2 separate regions of the Mus musculus genome follow, and region 1 is linked to region 2. The links are chromatin contacts, called in public Hi-C maps. All regions are on one chromosome and are shown on one strand. The core of a region is the stretch at or near the end of the contact, and the rest is flanking DNA. Distances in the headings are between cores, read along the strand shown.

The links. A called contact is a pair of places that touch in the nucleus more often than the background predicts.
Region 1: a contact with region 2 is called in a Hi-C map of muscle stem cells, with 2.8 times the contacts expected there. The contact joins two enhancer-like sites. A contact is called at or near these places in 2 of 15 datasets of contacts at CTCF or cohesin (both in the NIH/3T3 cell line), 3 of 484 Hi-C or Micro-C datasets (the C2C12 cell line, muscle stem cells and myocytes), 8 of 115 datasets of contacts at active chromatin or transcription factors (the NIH/3T3 cell line, astrocytes, embryonic stem cells and 4 more) and 1 of 9 other capture datasets (embryonic stem cells).

Annotation. Positions count from the first base shown.
Region 1 is chr13:60,415,204-60,421,730 of GRCm38.p6, reverse strand. No RefSeq gene overlaps it. Among named protein-coding and RNA genes, the nearest start is that of Gm35333, 16 kb to the left of the region's middle. Within about 2 kb of position 4,065, at least 79 of the 459 cell types and tissues checked have an H3K27ac peak or open chromatin away from gene starts, as enhancers often do. A contact at or near this core is called in the C2C12 cell line, heart atrium, muscle stem cells and 1 more, where this site is marked.
Region 2 is chr13:59,855,097-59,861,762 of GRCm38.p6, reverse strand. No RefSeq gene overlaps it. Among named protein-coding and RNA genes, the nearest start is that of Tut7, 35 kb to the right of the region's middle. Within about 2 kb of position 4,857, at least 33 of the 459 cell types and tissues checked have an H3K27ac peak or open chromatin away from gene starts, as enhancers often do. A contact at or near this core is called in the C2C12 cell line, heart atrium, muscle stem cells and 1 more, where this site is marked.

The DNA.
Region 1 (6,527 bases), core at 2,816-5,315, 560 kb before region 2:
GGCAACACCTACTTCAACAAGTCCATACTTACTCCAACAAGGCCACTCCTACTCCAACAGGGCCACACCTCCTAATAGTGCCACTCCCTGGGCTAAGCATATACAAACCATCACACACTCTCTTCTTCATTCTACAAAAGTTCTGGGCTCCTGCTTTCACTCTTGCAGTGATATGGAAGTGAATGAAGCAGCTACTGGCCCGGTTCCCAGGACTATTATACTATGATGCTTTATTCTGGACTGTGCTGGAACGGGAGTTTTATGCTAAAACTGGAAAAGTCCCAGCAAAGTGAGATAACACAGTCACTTCTAGGTCAGAGATACTGAGTGTGAATGGGTTTTCAAAAACAAAATGAACCAAGTGACTCAGAAACTGTCAATCATTTTGGAGATACTCAGGGTGGGAGCTCTGACCGTTTACAGAGGACTCTGCAGAGGTCAGGTTTACAGGGGCAAACAGGAGGCATGGTTAGAGTGGAGTTGCCAATTTCAGAAGCTCTTGGATCTTTCAGAGGGGACAGATCTGTGGGAGAAACAGAAGAGTAACCATGCTGACCCCAGTGAGCACAGTGGAGTATCAGAGCAGGGAAGGAGCTAAGAGGCTCTGAGGAACTTGCATGAATTAGGACATCAGCAGCTTCACCTCTGGTCACCCAGTGTATAGAGCAAGATCCCTAGAATGCAGGCTCAAGGAGGGGAGTGTCTGAAGTCACACAGCTCACAGATGGTGAGCCAGGAGCCACCCCTTGGGAGGGTACAGAACTCATACTTGTCACCTGCACTGGGCTGAGGTGACCTGGAGTCAGAAAGCACTGAGGACCTTCTGTGGTTTTTGCAAACTTGCAGCTTGGGGGTGGGCATACAGTTGTGGGGTGGCTTAGGGATTGTCACTGTGTGTAATCAGACCACTTCATTGAAAAAAAAAAGAACATTTTTGTTTCCTCTTCCTTCCTATCCTGGGTCTCATCCAGGAACAGGGTTCTGACCCCCAAAGCCACAAAGAGCAGAGATAATGTGCACAGCAGGTCAGTGTTGTCAAGGAGGCTTGTGGCGAGGAGGGTCAGGCATGGTCGCTGGCTGGGTGTGCATTGTACACTGCGCTTAGCAATATGCTGCTAAGAAAAGAAGGGCCGGCCTCCTTCTTTCAGTCTCTTGTTTGTCCGAGATCTTCCTTCTTGCCAAGTGGGGACAAGAAAGACGCACACATGCTGAGCCAGTGTGGAGAGAGGCAGAGGGCACAGGCTGCCCTTTCCTTTCTCTCTCTGTTCTCATGTTTGTGGGTCACATCCGGTGCCAGCATGGCCCTCTGAAGGCTAGGCTTGCTCTGCTGTCCTCCCCAGATGTAAGGAATGAGGGGGACCTTTCCCTTAGGGGAAACGTGTCATTTAATACTGAGGGCCATACATAAGAAATAAATGTAATATGAAAGACATAAAATTGAAAGTTTTGTTCAGGAGTTTTCAGTTCTTATATAAGAGAGCTACTGTATCGCGTAGATTCCAAATCAACGAATCCTAAAATACAGTTTTCAGAATTGTCTTTTTGTCCCCCCTTTGTCACCACAGGTTTCTTCAGCAACAAGAACTGAGGTCAGAGAGGTGGCTTAGCAATACTTCCGGCTTTTAAAGAGGATCTGAGTTCCAGTTTCTAGTACCCAGGTCAGGTAGCTAACCATTACCCATAACTCCATCTCTGGAGTCCATCACCTCTGGCCTCTGCAGGCATCTGCACACTTAATTTAAAATAGTAGAAATATATCTGAAAGAAAATATATGAGGATCAGTGGGTGAGGAAGATGGGCAAGATGGCTGGGGCAGAGTGCTCGCTTTGCAAACCTGGGGAACTGAGTTAGGATTCTCAACACCAATGTTAAAAAGTGGGGGGGGGCGCGGGGAGTAGCATACGCCTTTGATCCTGCAGTGAAGAGAGGGAGATGAGACTGCTGGGGTTTGCTGTCGAGCCAAATCAGAGAGCTCCGGATTCACTGGACAAGGTAAAGTATGATAGATAAAGACACCTGTGTCTGGCTGGTATTTGTGCGCATGCACACATGCACCTGCCTGCACATGCGCACAGATGCACAATGGTAGCATCAGGAGAAACTTTTGGAAATGACTCCTTTTAGAACTTTACATCCTTGTTTGCTTCCTTTTCCCCCCCATAAACCTAGTCAATACAAACCCATTTGTTGCACCCATGGCCCGAATAGTTTATGTAAATAATTAGAATTCCACTGTTCCTGAAGACAGACTGTGAGATAAGAGAAAAGGAAAACTATGGCATTTATTGGAAGCCTGGGGCTAGGAGGTCACCCCTCTCTGGCTTTAAGGATTCAGCTTCATCTTCTTTCCTTCTGAGACACTTGTGCCTTCCTCAGTTGGCCCTGGGGTGTCTCTGTGTGGCTGTGCCAAGTGCTGAGCAGAGCTGATCTTATCAACTGTGTGTCCTCAAGCAGGCTGCTTGGCCTTTCTGAGTTGGAGTCTTCTTACTTTTTAAAACAGGACGTGATGTCAGCCTCACAGAATTCTAGACTCATCTCAAGTACACACAGGCTGGATCTACACCAATCTGCCCACAACAGGCGTTTGCTGTGTTTTAATTATGTCTTTAAACCTCGAATACTGGTTCACAATCAGACATAATGAATACGGGGGACACACTGTGTTCAGAGCTTATTGAGACTTGGGGTGGTGTGATAGACCATGTGCCCTCTCCTCTGCTTCCATACACACCATGCTGCTGTGTAAGCCATCAGCCACTGTCTAGGGTTGCCCCATGTCAACAGCCACACCCACTTCCTGGGCAAAACTGAGGCAGGTCTACATGTCATCTCGAAGCACACAGGAGAGAAGAAATGGCTAGTTCCCAGCATAGGCCGCTATGGGTATCACTTCTAGTGTGTGTCCCTTCAACGGGGGTTCATATCCTCACATTGCTTGTGGCTCAGAGGGTAAAGAGATGGGTGGTATGTGGGGGAACACTTGGCAACTCTAAGGGTAATATCAGTGACAGCAGTGGTAGAGTTTCTTTTATTCCCTAGTGCTCAGAGTCCGGCTGTCCCGTATTGTATTTTTGGAGTGTTCCCTTGAAATGTTTTTGCTTAAATATGGTAAATGTCTTTTTTTGTTTTGTTTTTGTTTTTGTTTTTTGTTTTTTGGTTTTTTTTTTTTTTTGAGACAGGGTTTCTCTGAATAGTCCTGGTTGTCCTGGAACTCACTTTGTAGACCAGACTGGCCTCGAACTCGGAAATCTGCCTGTCTCTGCCTCCCAGGTGCTGGAATTAAAGGCATGCACCACCACCACTGCCCGGCGGTAAATGTTCTTCTATGTTTTTCAGTTTTCGATCTTCCAGTGTATAAGCTTCCAAGTACATACAGACATAAAGACACAAACACATACACTACACAGCAGTGCGTGCACACACACAAGCACATGCACATATACCACAGACCATATATATACACACACCACGCTCATACAAAAGTGTATATAACAGATATAACTCCCACCATCTTTAGGGCCTTGTTCCCCTTGGCTATCTGGTGGAGGGGTGCAGGTTGACCATATTTCTAGAGCTATGACATGTCCCTGTTGCATTGGGTGGACAAGGTGTGAATCCAGCTCCCCGCCACCCCAACTTTATATGAAGGAACAGTTTGTTAACATCTTAAGCTTGGTGGGTCTTAAGGTTCCCATGATAGCAACGCCACCTGGCTGTTGTGACACAGAAGATCCTAGGGACATTTCAGAAATGAGCCAGCCCGGCTGTGATTACAACAGAATGGTATTTGGGGGGAAAAAATGTCACCTTTGTCCGAGCAAGAGCCTGTGAGCTCCTCTGTCCGTGGGTGTATGGTTTGTCAACCTTAGCCATAGTCAGAAGGAAGAGGATGACGGTGGTATCTGAGCCCTGTGGCAGGTGACCAGGCCAGTGTTTCAGAGAAGCTGAACTTTAGGTGTCCTGACCTTGGGGCCTGACTGCCCCACTGCAGCTCTGTAGGCCAGGCTGTGCGGCTCCAGCCAGGGAGCCCTGGAGGCTGTGGTGCTGATTGGTTCCAGGGCTGGAGGGATGGAAATTTACAAGAGAGCGGAAAGATTGCTCTCTGCCAAGGTCTGATTCAGAGCTCAGGGATTAAGCCTCTGGCTCGGGGATTAAGCTGGAATTTCACATCCACAGATCCCACTCGCACCAGGCTCTGGCTGAGCCGGGTTCCTGTGTCTCAGAGGTTTCCGCGCTCCATAGGCACAGGGGTCAAAAAAGAAACTCCAGGGCCCCGTTTTCTGCTTTTGGGCTCATTTTCTTATATTTTGTATCTCGTATATTCATATCTGAATCTGAGATGAGAGAATAATTTGGAAACAGCGAAGGAACACGAAGGAATCTACTCCCAAGGCCAAGAGAACGGCTGAGCGCTAGGCTTCAGTAGGGGTGCAGGGCAGAGAGAGTCCAACACTCACATTTCAGCCCCCAGTTTTGTTCTGCTGGCTCTGGCCAGCTGCATCCCAAGGCTTGGAAAATGACCCCTGCTTTCCTAAGAGCCATGTCCTTGCTCCATCCACCCGGGCCACAGACAGTGTCCATTTCACAGGGAACTTGTAGTTTACCAGTTTTCATTCTGGAACCTCCTGTGGGCGTCAGTGCTCTCAAAATGGGGGAGACAACTCTTAGTTTTCTGGCTGTTTTGGTTTTCACGTAGAAGGCTTGGGACCCAGACAGTGAGCTGTGCACACCAGATCCTAGCATCCAAAGCAAGAAGAAAGGCTTAGAGACCTCTTCTCTGCTAGGCTTCCGTTCTAACCTGCTTTAGTCCTGGGAGTACTGGTGATCTGGGGCACCTTGTAGTTACCAGTTCTTGATTAAACACCATGTGACAGATGAAATATTTTGTTTTTCTTTGATACTGAGATAGAAAGAGTTTTAACCTCATTTTGTTTATCCAACCTTATTGAATCATATGAAATCAACGTTGGTATACTTACATTGCGAGCCTCTGCTTTTACTCTGCAGAGAATCAGTTATGTTACAGAAATAAGTGACTCCAAAGTTTAATGGTTCAGAAACACAAGGTTTTAGAGCTGTAGAGATGGCTCAGCAGTTAAGAGCACTGGCTGCCCTTCCAGAGAACCACAGCTCTGTTCTCAGAACCCACGTGGTAACTCACAACTGTATTTAACTCCAGCTTCAGGGTATTTGGCCCCCATAGGCGCTGCACACATATGGCACATAGACCTGCAGCAAGCAAAATACAGATACACATAAAATAATTTTTTTAATTCAAAAAGAAACTATTTTATGTCTCTCAGAACACATGCTGAACTTTATGTGAGATGTTTCTGTCATTATCCCCATGAAGGCAGGACTGTGGTGTAGAGAGCTGTCTTCTCTGAGGGGGTGGGAAAAAATTGGCCAAATGTGTCCAGGCACCTGTTTTTGTCAATAAAGTTTTATTGACAGGCATGCATGATGACTCATGACTTTGTCTACAAGAGCAGAATTAGGCGGCTGGAACAGACTGTGCAGCCCACAGCATTGGTGATTTTTTTCCCTCTCTGCTCTTTATACAGCATCTTAGTTGACATGTGGCTGTCCAAAACTTGGATAGCAGAGTGACTACAGAGTGGTTCTTAGAACTGCTGCTCAGAAGAGACTCTTGGCTTCAGCTCACATTCTCTGTATTAAAGCAAGACATATGGCCACTCTTGATGTCTGCAAAAGCATGCTTTGAATTATGGATGCTCTTATGCATTCTTTGCTGCAACAGTAGAAGCAGACACTACTTCACTGAAACTGGAAAGATTTACATAAAGACAGGTAACAGTGTAATGAATGGTAAAGGTAAAGGCCAAGGCTCTGAAGGGTGGGTACATGTTCCCACTGCCCCAGTGGCCTCTGTGACCGTGAACCACTGTCCATCTGTCTGTGTGTCTCTCTGAAGTCATTATAGGTAGTTATAGTTGAACTTTGGCCTGTGTATCATTCTCCTGTGATTTAAAGTGCTGTGTGGGTTCTAATGACTGACCACTTGTAAGCCATGTGGCCATGTTCTGCTGCTTGGAGGCTGGGAAAATGATCAAGAACTCTTCAACTTTGGTAGTGGCATGGGGCTCAGCTCCCTTAAAGACTTATATATTAGAGATCCATTTCACATAAACCCTGCTGGGCCCTGCTGGCAAGCTGAGAAAGTTGGTATCATCCTTTCATTGAGCCGGGACAAAACAAACACAAACTCCAAGCCAAAACCACAAAAACAAAGGGACTGCAGAGATGGTGGAGTGGTTAAGGACACATATTGCTTTTCCTGAGAACCCAAGTTTGATTCCCAGCACCCAGGTCAGGTGGCTTCCAACTGCCTGTAACCCCAGCTCCAGAGAGATCTGACACATTAATGTGTATCCACGCCTCTCTTCAACTACCACATACACATAATTAAAATAATAAAAGTAATTTTTAAAAATGAAAAATATAGCAATCAGGGACTTCTTTGGCCTTTTTCTATGATGTCCAAGTGTGTTACTAGGAAGCTGAA
Region 2 (6,666 bases), core at 3,608-6,107:
TGAACTGGAGTCAGCAGCCTAAATCTGCAGTATTGGTGAGCCACCACCTTTCATTTGCAAAGTAAGTTCAGATCTATAACAATTTACTGGATGAATTAGAAAAAAGAAATTCACAGTTGGATCTGTGTATTATATCTGCGTGTGTGCACGAGATAATCCTGGTTTTACATAAATACAAATAACCCCCCATGTTGTCACATGGTTCATACAGTGACCTGTGAGTTGGTATCTCTCCGTGTGAACATGTGTGAGCAAAGAAAATAAGAAGCAAAAAGTATTTGTTCTGAGACACTAACATGTAATTACTGCAAATAGAATTACAGACATCACTTTTTTTTTTTTTTTTTGGTATAATCCTGGCTGTCCTGGAATTCACTTTGTAGACCAGGCTGGCCTCGAACTCAGAAATCCGCCTGCCTCTGCCTCCCGAGTGCTGGGATCAAAGGAGTGCGCCACCACACTCAGCTGACATCACATTCTTATTGCTTCACTATTTATAACAGTCATGTGTTACTCTTATATAGACAAGTTAAAGAGCCATGGAGAGCGCAGTAATCCAGTCTCATCGGCAGGGTGAGATAAGCAAAGTAGCTATCAATGCAAAAAAAAGGTTTGTTAGCTGGGCTGGAGACATGGCTTAGTGAGCACTGACTGCTCTTCCACAGGTCTTGAGTTCAATTCCCAGCAACCTCGTGGTGGCTCGCAACCATCTGTAATGGGATCCGATGGACTCTTCTGGTGTGTCTGAAGACAGCTACGGTGTACTATTCATAGGCATAAAACAGATAATTCTAAAAGGAAAAAAGAAGAAGAGGAAAGGTTTGTTGGCTCACAGCTCGAGAGAATTAAGGGCCACAAACCAGCCCTGGTGTGTCTCTAGTGAAGACATGTAGAGGAGGATGGAAAAGAATGTGTCTCTTTCCTGGGGCAACCCTCAGTTAAGGTAAGTCCACCCACTATACCCCACCTCTCAAAGGTCCCTCTGCCTCTCCACTGCCAAGCCCCCAACACCTGAATCCTCAGGGGACAGACTAGGACAGTTACAAACTACAACAGTGTATCAGAAGACCACATGATGCACAGACATTCTTCCAGAGTTTTGGCATCATTTAGTGCAGATAATCTAAATGATTTTATTTGGATTTTTTTTTCTGTGCATTTGGCTATTTTTTCCCTCTTTAATTCTTTTGCAAGAGAATTTAGAAATGGTCCTAAATAGATTACAGTTACCTAATTAGGTTTATCTAATTTAAATAACAGTTGCCAACTGGTTTTGTTGTTGTTGTTGTTGTTGTTGTTGTTTTGGTATCACCATGAAGCCCTGGCTGACCTGAAACTCACAGGCATCTTTCCAGTCTCTGCCTTCTGGGCAGTCTTCATTTTTTACAAGATTTTTATTTCATGAGTATGAGTACATTTACCAAGCTCAAGGCTATACATAGTGAGACCTTGTCTGTCTCACAAACAGAAAAAAGGAAGGAAGGAAGGAAGGAAGGAAGGAAGGGAGAGAGAGAGAGAGAGAGAGAGGAAGGAAGGAAGGAAGAAGAGAAAAGAAGAAAAGAGGAGAGGAAAAGAGAAGCGAAGGGAAGGGAAAGAAAAGAAATGATACGAAAAGAAAAGAAAAGGGAAAAGAAAAGATTGGAGGCCTAGAGAGATGGCTCAGGTGTTAGGAGCACTTGCTGATCTAGAGGACCCAACTTCAGTTCCCGGCATCCACCCTGGGTAGCTCACAACCCCTTAACTCCCGCTTCAGGGGATCCAAAGCCCTCTTCTGGCCTCCTCAGAGGTTGACTGTCTTGGGCCCATGTCCTCATTTAAAATGATCTCTTCCACAAATGAGATCCTATTCCTAGCTCCACCACCCCAGGACAGAAAGTTCTCATTTATCTAACCCCCTCCTGCTTAAGAGATGCTGGTGGGAGCCTTGTTGCATCATCCCATGGGCAGCAGAAACCTTGAGCCTTTGCGTGACGAGAACAGGGTGCTGCCAACTTCAATTCCCTGGCATACTCTGTGCCCTTTCCCAAGAAAATATGAGCATGTTCACAACAAGCAAGCAAATCGGGACATACGTCAGCCGTCGCCATGTGAGGTTCATATTTTCCTTTCCTCTACAAATGGGAGCTGTCAAAAACAAATTAAGTAATTATATGGTGTTGCCACAGCTGTGTGTATCCATCATTACATGACAGGACCGTGGCTGGGGGATGGCTCTCTCCTGCCTAGATTGCAAAGTGTTTATATTGGAAAGGATGTTGTTGGGGCACTTGCAACTGTTGCCAGAAAAACAGAAAGTAAATGAAAATGGTACTGATGGCCTGGCACAGCTCTGCAGGTGGTGTGTGCAAATCTCTATGTTCGAAAATGTGTATATATGTGTGTGTACTTATGTGTTTGAGTCTGTGTGTGCACACATGCTTTTATGTGCATGTATGCACATGTATATGTGTGTGTGTGTGTTGTGTGTATGCATTAGATGGTGTGTTATGCTATGACAATAATGCTGGTTAATATTTTTTCTAACTCTAGAAACACCCCATAAATATAGAAGCAGAATGTTTGCCAATTTTTGAATAACTAAATAAATAGAATATCCTTCATACCAACAGATTTTACAGGTCACAATATTTTTTAAAAAATTAGTAACCTCCATTGAAAAACTTTGTATGAACAAATAAAAGCGGTTCATTCAAGGAAATAGTATTTTTGACAGCTGAGAATCCTGCAAGGTATTTTTGGGTTTTGGCGAAGATCTTGTCTGATATATGCAGAAAAACATTAAAAAGTTAAAAAGATAGATTTCTTTGTCCTGCATCCAAAGTATGTGGTGTCTTCAGCAATAGGGATATGCCACTATCAGGGGCAACCCAGAGCACTGGCAACACTGTGTTGTTCTGGGTCCTCTGAGCCCTGCACTGTCATCTCATAGGGAAGACTCTCAAATCTCAAATTAACTGGAAATCTTTCTCACTGTTAGGCAGCTCTTGTGGTGCTGTCTTAGTCATGTTTCTGTTGCTGAGACAAAATACTATGAGTAAGGCTTCTTGTAAAAAAAAAAGAGAGAGACAGTTTATTTGGGGCTCATGGTCCCTGACCACTATGGTGAGAAGCATGGCAGCAGACAGGCAGGTAGATTCGTGCCAGAGCAGCAGCTGAACACTCACTTCTCATCTACACGCACAAAAACAAGAAAAGCTAATCAGGAATGATATGAACCTTTGAAACGTAAAAGCCCATCCACAGTGAACACCTCCTCCAACAAGGCCACGCCTCCTAATCCTTCCCAAAGAGTTTCAACAACTGGGACCGAGAATTCAAATATATGAGCCTACAGGACCATCCTTATTCAAACCACCACCGTGTAAGGTACAGTTATGTAAGCTGCTGGGGACAAAAAGACGGAAATGGGCCAGCATGGACCTTAAATGCTACAATATGGACATGCAGAGAAACAGGTGCCCACTGCCATGATAGTCATGCATGATAGTGCAGATGTTATGGGGTAACTATCCAGTTTCTGATTAGATTTGAGGCCCATCCACGGGAGGCAATGTCATGCCTAATACTATAATACCAGTCAAAAACTGAGGAAGTCAAAGAGCCTAGGGTGGAGCCAGCTATTGTTATTCTGCCTGATGGTCATGCTGTCAGATTTCCTACTAAATACTTATGTTTATACCCACAGATCTGAGCTGCTCTATTCTTGGTCACAGAATCTTGCTTCTGTTTGCAGTGGGCAGCAGTCAACGCAGAGACACATAACTGGTCGTAGTACTGGATCTAGAGATAGAGAACTCAGCCCTGAGTGGGATCAAACTCCTCCCCGACTGAGGTTCACAAACCGTCACAGAGGCGAAGGCAGAAAGAATGTAAGATCCAGAGGATGAGACGAGTGTCATGGAATATTGTCTTCAGGACACAATAGGGCTATCAAAATCATGAGCTCACAGTAACTGTGGCTTCCTGCATAAGACCTATACAAGATCAAGCCAGAAAAAAAAAATCTCAAGCACAGATGGAGCAGATGGTCTCTGGGCCCCACCTTTTGCTAAGGTCCTACCTTTTCCTGAAGCCCCACCCCTTAATGGATCCCACCCCTTAGTGAGACCCCACCCCTTAGTGAGACCCCACCCCTTAGTGAAGCTGAGCTCTTAGTGAGTTTGGCAACAGAAGTTTCTTGAAGAGGGAAAAAGATCCTTTATGGCTACCGATAGGTTTCCAATGGTCCAGTGTATAGTTCTACATTCATGAATGTATAAACAGCACTAACCAGACTAGTGGGTGATTAAAAAATAATAATAATAATTGAAAAAGAAGCCCACGTGTGGTGGTGCGTGACTTTGATCCCAACCCTCACGCTGACTGGCTCACAGCTGCCTGTAACTACAGCTCCAGGGGACCCAACACCCTCTCCTGGCCTCCTTGGATATTCCATGCATGTGGTGTACATATAAACATACAGCCAAACATTCACACACATTAAATTAAAATAAATATTTTTAAAAGACAGGGAAAATAGAAGAGGTACCACAAGACTGCTAGAAGTGCTTGCAAAGAGGGGCTGGGACGCACTAAAGCGTGGATTTCCAAGAAAGAAGCAATGCAGCCCTGCATAAGCCTGTGACTGGAACCGGAAGTGCATGACAGACTGGAGAGAGAATAAGCAAATGGCCCTGAGATGAGGCAGAGCGAGCGGCGGCGATTTGGTCATAGCCGGGTTGCCAGTGAAGAGTAAGGTGGGAGAGTGAACTGGGATAGCATAAGATAGGTGCTGTCCCAACAAAGTCAGCAAGAGACGCAGCATGGAGTACGCTGGAGACACCCAAGCTGGGAGCTGATGAGTCAGGGAGGAAGAACTCGGCCCAGTTCCCACTCCACCGCCACATCAAAGGCTCAAGGATTAGGAAAGAGAAAAAAAAGTTCAACCCAACCTTGCACAAGTGATCTTGGACCCTGAGAATCTAACCCAATTGTTGGGGTAAGCACCCAGGCCAGATTTTTGTGGACTTGGGATGAAATGCTCAAATGACTTTTTCTAAGGGAGGCGAAACGGAAGGACAATGTTTAGGCTGCGCCCTCAAACACTGTCCAACTATAATAAGGTAATTCTAGAACTCTGTGAATAACTTAACGGAAAATCATGACTTGCAAAAACCCAAATCATAGTCCTAGACTATTTTGTCTCTAGAAGTCTGTGTTCTGGGACGTTTGAGGGGTGAGTCTTCTATCCACTTAGCATCAGGGCCAGAAATCAAGGGTTGGTGAGCTGCTCCCTCTACCGGCCATGCAGAGGAGGACGGCGCGGCACCTCAGTCTCTGCACTCACCTTTTCCCTAAGGACGGAAAGGCGCAGCTTCTGTATGGTTCATGTGGGAATTGCTGCTCATTTCTTTTAGATTTGGGGGAAGTTTGAGGGAAGCTTGTTTTGGTTTGTTTTGTTTTGTTTGATGCAGAGAACGTACATCCTGGAGCATTTAAGAGACTATTCAGGACTATGATTTGGGTTTTTGCAAGTCATGATAGCAATGACCGTGACCGGCATGGCAAGATACTCCCAAACGGTGTGATTGTGGCATTAATATACCAACTGCCGTCTCATAAGACTTAAAGCCTACTCAACAAGAGGGAACCCTTGCCTGGTGCTGTAAGCTGTTTTTCTAGATGGCTGCAGCTGCTTCTTCTTCTTCTTCTTCTTCTTCTTCTTCTTCTTCTTCTTCTTCTTCTTCTTCTTCTTCTTCTTCTTCTTCAGATTTATTTATTTAATGTATGTGATACACTGTAGCTGTACAGATGGTTGTGAGTCTTCATGTGGTTGTTGGGAATTGAATTTTTAGGATCTCTGCTTGCTCCAGTTCAAAGATTTATTTATTATTATACATAAGTACATGTAGCTGACTTAGACGCACCAGAAGAGGGTGTCAGATCTCATTTAGGTGGTTGCTGGGATTTGAACTCAGGAAGAAGCAGTCAGCAAGCGCTCTTACCCACTGAGCCATCTTGCCAGTCATGGATGCAGCTTCAAACTGTGTTCTAAGTACTTACACTCACACTTAAGTCTGCCTCTCATTCCTCATCGAAGATGCTTCTTTTTGCACCAGATGGAGACTACAGCAGAGATGCCCAGCTGGTTAAAGGCTGAGACGGAGCGAACTCTGGGTGACCAACCCCATTCGGTCCATCTACAGCACAACCCTAAACCGGAAGCTTAAAGAATAGCAAGCAAGAGAAGAGGGAGAGACTGCAAGAGCCCAAGGTCCAGGAAGCCTGCTGTGAGGTCCTTTCTTCCAGACAGGGCAGGAATGCTGTGTCCACGAAATGACAACAGTATGGTCATCCTAACAAGACCTCAACACTGACCATGAGCATAGGTGGGGGGATTTCACAGGGCCCCGCCCCTAGGTGAAAAGCTGAAGATGATCAATGGCTGCAGGAGGAGGAACAAGCCTCCTAATAGGTTGGTTACCCAGGCCTGAGTGGTAAGCTCTAAACACATGTTGTATAAGCAACACTACCTGGACTCAAGATGACAGGGGGCGGGAGAATGGGTAGAGATGATACTCATCTCTAGATTAATAACCAGCCTTATTTGGATAGTCCACGAGGTTTCGCTGCCAATTATTGCCCACTATTTTTAAAGAACCCTGTGCGTATTTTGAGAACTATCAT